Regions from separate parts of the Hordeum vulgare genome. Here region 1 is linked to region 2. The links are chromatin contacts, called in public Hi-C maps. All regions are on one chromosome and are shown on one strand. The core of a region is the stretch at or near the end of the contact, and the rest is flanking DNA. Distances in the headings are between cores, read along the strand shown. Region 1 holds the start of LOC123412766 (probable carboxylesterase 15). Region 2 has its middle 98 kb from the start of LOC123412746.

Region 1 (2,921 bases), core at 128-2,627, 160 kb after region 2:
TAGTTCATTTTTTCTGTTGGTAGTGAGAAAGAGTTGATTCCCGGGCCTGACCGAGACTGACCCAGGTGTACTAGTCGAGTCCACGGCACGGTCTGGAACCCTAGTCCAGGACTTTTCAGACTGGGTAACGCGTGTTTACAAAGATGATGAGATGGACTTACCCTCTCGGTCCCGCCAACATCCACATCCATCATCTCGGTTGTTGAGTAAATATGCAATTTTTCGAGTATATTAATCCACGAGATAATAACTAGCATGGTATTAACTAGACTAATGATATACTGATCTTGAGCTAACCTAGCACATACTACGCATATAGTGGATACATCTATGCAGACAAGCAGTACTGCTAGGATAAATACGAACATGAGGATAAACGAGTCATACCCTCCAATCGGCCAGTTGGCCGTAGCAGCAGCGGCGGCGACGGCAGTATCCTCTGCCGCCTTCTTATCGGCTTCGGCCTTCTCGCGGAGACGGTCAGCTTCGCTTGGTGAAGACATGGCGATGACGAGGGCGACGCGGACGTAGACGAAGCAGACGGACGGAGGCGAGCAGTCGCGTGATCGCTCCCCAAAAACCTAATCGCCCCTCTCCCGTACAGGAACCGGAGAGGCGAGGTTTCGGAGGCCTGCTCTCCCGTCGATCGTGTACGCGGTAAACGGGATGGAGTCGCCGGCGGCAGCAGTTCAAGGAACGAACGCGTGAGGCAGATGTGATCTGATTCTCGTGACGGCTAGGGTAGGCGATCGCGTGCTTATAAAGACGGCTGGGTGGAGAGACGTGGGCCAAGCCCACGTCCGAGTCGGTATCGTGCCTTGTCCGTTACGTATTCTCCGTTCCTGACCGGCAAAAATAAGCGCGTAGGTATGAGCTCAGCTCGGCTTTTTCCCGCAACCCGCGGCGTGACGAGGCGTGCGGCGAAGGAGGAGTGCGCGAGGGCACCTTCTCTTCTCACTCTCCAATAGCATGTGGAAGAGAGACCCTTATAAAGGGGTCCAAACTCTCCTCCACTAGCGGGGTGGGACTAAACTCCCACCACCTTGTCATGCCACCACCTACATGGGCCCTTGGAGATTTTTCTAAAATTCTCTAATGTGCCTGAAGCCCACCTCCAAATTTCAACGTCGGTCGCGCGAACGCGCATGTTTAGTCCACACGACTTCATTCGGCCCTTGGGCCGCCACTCTCTGTACCAGCTCCAACTGCGCTGCCGCCGTGACACTTGTGCTCAAATTCCCTGCCACCCTCTGCGAAATTTCCCTCCAAAAAATTCAACGGCAAAACGCGACGCCACCAGGTTGCGATCGCCCCCCTGCTCTGCCACCGCCACCTCCTATAAAACTCCACCTCCCCTCCCCTGTTGCTACCACAGCGCATCACAGTCTCACGGCGACAACCCGGACCGTAGAGCGTGTAACATACATACAGTACAACACAGCGACGACCGATGGCGAGCACCACCGCCGCCGCATCGCAGCACCAGGCGAGCACCACCGTGGCGCCGGCGAGCGGCCGTAAGGTGGTGGACGAGGTGTCCGGCTGGCTGCGTGTGATGGACGACGGCAGCATCGACCGCACGTGGACGGGCCCGCCCGAGGCCCTGCCGCTGATGCAGCCGGTGCAGCCCTACGCCGTGCCCTGCGACGGCCATACGCTCCACGACCTTCCCGGAGAGCCCAACCTCCGGGTGTACCTCCCCGAGGTCGATGCCGGCAGCGTCGGGCGCCTCCCCGTCATCGTGCAGCTCCACGGCGGCGGCTTCTGCATCTCCCACCCGTCCTGGGCCCTGTACCACCACTTCTACGCGCGCCTAGCCTGTGCCGTCCCGGCCGTCGTGGTCACCGCCGAGCTCCCGTTAGCCCCCGAGCAACGCCTTCCTGCCCAAATATACACCGGTGTCGACGTGCTCCGCCGGCTGCGCTCCATCGCCATGTCCGACAAAGGCTCTCTCGACGACCCCGCGGCTGAGCTCCTCCGCGAGGCCGCGGACATATCCCGCGTCTTCCTCGTCGGCGACAGCTCCGGTGGCAACCTCGTCCACCTCGTGGCCGCGCGCGTCGGTGAGGACGGCGCGGACGCCTGGGCGCCCCTCCGCGTCGCCGGCGGCGTCCCGATCCACCCGGGGTTCGTGCGCGCCACGCGGAGCAAGTCGGAGCTGCAGGTGACGCCGGACTCGGTCTTCTTCACGCTGGACATGCTGGACAAGTTCATGGCCATGGCGCTGCCGGAGGGCGCTACCAAGGACCACCCATACGCGTGCCCGATGGGCCCGAACGCACCGCCGCTGGAGTCCGTTCCCCTGCCGCCGATGCTCGTCGCCGTCGGGGAGAAGGACCTCATCCACGACACCAACCTCGAGTACTGCGACGCGCTGCGTGCCGCCGGCAAGGACGTGGAGGTGCTCATCAACCGCGGCATGACCCATTCCTTCTACCTCAACAAGTTCGCCGTCGACATGGACCCCACCACCGGGGAGCGAGCCCAAGAGCTCATCGACGCCATCAAGAGCTTCGTCGCCCGCCACTAATTAAAGCATAATTAAACAGCATACTGCATTCCACACGTGCCGCATCACTGTTATTACCATCAGGTGTGTCTGCCATTAAGTCGATCGACCTATGTGTGAGTTTTACGTCCATATATACGTGATGCCTTCTGTATGGCATCGGTCGCCTCGCTGAAAATACACTTTGGTTCCTAATTGTGTATGCATCGTACATAAAATAATAATAATAAATTAATTAAAAGTTAAAATAGTTTTAAAGTATTTTCAAATTAAATTTGATTTTGTTTTGCACTAGTATCTAAAATTTTTAAGAAAAAAAGTCAACATTGACTCCTAGAAAAAAAAGGCAAAAAATATTTGTTATTATATGTTACTATTCATATTATTTTGATCAAAATTTTGTTTTTGTTGG
Region 2 (3,180 bases), core at 218-2,717:
TGAAAAAAAATTTCTCACCGAATTCAGAAATTGTTCATCCATGTAAAAAAAATCAATAATTCAAAAAATGTTCATAATTCAATTTTTTATCGTATTTAAAAAATGTTTATCAAAATTCAAAATTTGTGCACCGGCCTAAAAAAATGTTCAACAAATTAGGAATTTATTCGTTGTTCCAATAAGATGTTCATGAAATTCAAATTGATCCACTGAATCCAAAATTTGCTCATACATTACGTTTTTAAAAACATTGGCTTGAAGACAAATTTTGTTCATCAAGTTAAAAATGTTAAGAAAATTTAAAATTTATTCTTCAAGTTTTGAAAATGTTCATCAAAAAGAGAAAAATGTGCAGTAAAATTAAAATAATATTTTTTTGTGAAATCCGGGATAATTTTTTATTTCAAGATTCAAAAGTCGCCTTTTATTTAAATATTAGAATCTTTTTCTAATATCAAATTATTTTAACATAGAATAAAATGAAAAAAAGGGATTGTCCGTCCCGTGCATTGGCCGGCCAACAGGTCGTGCGGTGAGGCTGGTGGTGCATGCTTCCCCGACCGTCGGCGCACACCGTGCCATAAATTATGAAATCATTAATTAAAAAGTACTCTTTTTAAAGATCACTTCCATCTACCAGATTGCGATAAGTGATGCATTGCCTGTGTGTCACTTGTCGCAGCCTGAGAGTTTTTTTTTTCGTAGATTTGTATTTTTAAACGTTTTATCTATTATATCATGCATCCAAATCTTGAATCATTTTTATCGTTGGATTTTTGCGTCGAGATCTTTAAAACAAGATCTCATGTTGATATTAACGAATTTCGGACAAAAAAAACGTGCCTCTTGTATAATGGAAGAAAAAAATTGTGTTTTTTTTCATTTTTGAAAGACACAGCCGTGACTCTTGCAGAAGCAAACCATGCCTTTCGCGAAGGGAAGACAAAAGAGAACACATGGTTGTTTTTTCTATTTTGGAGAGGCACGTGCCTCTGGCAAAAACAAGTATGTGTTTCTCGTCAAAGCAAAACCGTGTCTCTTGCAAAACATAATGGAAAACACTTTTTTCTTCATTTCTAAGAGGCACAACAGTGCCTCTCGCGAAAGCTAATCCGTGTCTATCACGGAAGCAAAACCATGCCTCTCACAAAAGAAAAATAAATTAAAAATGTATTATTTTCTCATTTTTGAGCGTGAAAGCAAATTTGTGCCTCTCGTGAAAGCAAATTCATGCCTCTCCTGAAAGCAAAATCGTGTCTCTCAAGAAAGAAAAAGAAAAAAAACGCGTTCTCCGTTTTCGAGGAAGCAAATCTGTGCCTCTCATACAAGAAAACCATGCTTTTCGAGAAAAGGAAAAAACACGCTGTGAGAGTGATCGTTGGAACGCTATCGCAGGAGCGCTCGTCAACTTGTTGCTCTATGGAGGTCTCTATCCACAGACCATGTGTCACACTCCCTAGTGCGTCGGCCCATTTAGATAGTGGTGGTATCGTAGCAGAGAGAGCAATGTAGCTAGCCGATTCACTGAAGCAGCCCACACTATCGTAACATTTTTTATTTCATTTTTATATGTCTTTTTTACATAAGTTAGTATTTTTGAAAAATAAAATATTTATTTAATATTTAACAAAATAACAAAGATTTTTCAAAAATTTCGGAAGTTTATTTGTAAATGATATTTCTTGATTTATTGATCATTCTAAATAACAAGTACATATTTTAAAGTTACCCACCATTTTTTGAAGGCCTGTCCCTTTTTTTCTAAATCATGAACATGTGTAGAAAGTGCGAACACGGTATGTTTGAACAAAATTTTTAAAACGGAACATTTGTTTGACCTAAATAGTTTTTAAAACGCAAAGAACTTTTTAATTTGTATGAACAAATTTGGCAAATGAGGACATTATTTTATATTTCTAAACATTTTTTGAGAGCACAATTATTTTATTCCCGGTTATTTTACTAAAACACAACCAGTTCTTGAAATTGTGAACACATTTGAAAAACGCATGTCCAACCGTGTTATCCATTGGTGATGAGCACATAAATGTAAGAAAAGGCCCATCAGCCCAAAAGTTTAACATGCTTTCGCCAACTTCATTCTAATATTCTGTTGGCCCAGCAAAAAGGAAAAAAAAACCACTCAGTTGGGTTGGCTAGCACATTTCTCCTTCATCGGAAAAAACTCCGCGCTCTACGGTCTTAGTCAGAAACAAAGAGGGGAAAAGGTTATAGCTACGAATTGAGTAGATGATTCTTGAAGAAATAACCACACTAACATCGCTTCAATGCGGCACGAGCGGAGCTCCACTACAGGCTAACAACCTCGGCGATGAGGCGGCGAATTTCCGTTGCATCTCCGACAGTGCGGAGAAGCTCCAACACAGCATCGAGGTCACCCTTATGAAGCTCCATTATAGTCGGAGCTGAAGAAAATGCCCCGTCGCAACTGCAGCGGTTGTTGCCATGACGAGGATGCAACAGCAACAGCTGCTTCGCGCCTTCACCCATATGATTGCAACAATGACGGGGTTGTGATAGGGTAGCATCATGTGGCCCTCTGTGGCAACCCTCCCAGTTCCCATGTGTGGTCGTGGTGCTCGTCATGGAGCCTTGGCTTCACTATGGTAGTGATTTGTTTTTTGAAATGGCAGTTATTCTGCATTCATTAAGAAGAAAAGAATTGCTCAATTAATTAGGAAAACCGGGCGAAAACCATCACAACCGCTGAGCGGCACACATAAGAAACTCCACGCACACCACTCCAAAGAGGGCCTCCGCGAGACAGCACACATGTGTCATCGTCATCACTTATCCCCTAGAGGAGTCATCACCATCCCTACACTCTGAGTAAACGACTCCGACTTCACCGTTGGGGATCATCGACTCAACTCACACCAAAGCGGACGCGTGAAGTAGCATGAAGATTCGTGTCAAAGCTCAGCCACCTACGGCCAACCCACGCAACGCCGAATCTGAAGGAGAGCTCAGAAGGACAAATCCAGGCACGGCTCGCGCCGCGGAAGATCACCGAACGGACCACCTACTGCCAATCATCATATACCATAGGGCCTCGTCGCCGCATCTTTGACTCCAAAATAACAAACAAATTAACCGAGGCAAAAATCGCGGACATGACGAAGAAAAACTGGCTACCGCAACTGTGGCCGCACTACAGGC

The links. Hi-C and Micro-C count contacts between places; a contact is called where the count stands out from the background.
Region 1: a contact with region 2 is called in a Hi-C map of leaf, with 2.2 times the contacts expected there. The contact joins the promoter of LOC123412766 here to the enhancer-like site in region 2. A contact is called at or near these places in 2 of 6 Hi-C or Micro-C datasets (leaf and seedling).

Annotation. Positions count from the first base shown.
Region 1 is chr1H:426,016,602-426,019,522 of MorexV3_pseudomolecules_assembly, forward strand. It overlaps LOC123412766 (probable carboxylesterase 15), which reads left to right and starts at 1,378. Exons shown (of 1, transcript XM_045105703.1): 1 at 1,378-2,722. The coding sequence starts at 1,451. The coding sequence ends at 2,530.
Region 2 is chr1H:425,860,579-425,863,758 of MorexV3_pseudomolecules_assembly, forward strand. No RefSeq gene overlaps it. Among protein-coding and RNA genes, the nearest start is that of LOC123412746, 98 kb to the left of the region's middle. Within about 2 kb of position 1,468, at least 1 of the 3 cell types and tissues checked has open chromatin away from gene starts, as enhancers often do. A contact at or near this core is called in leaf, where this site is marked.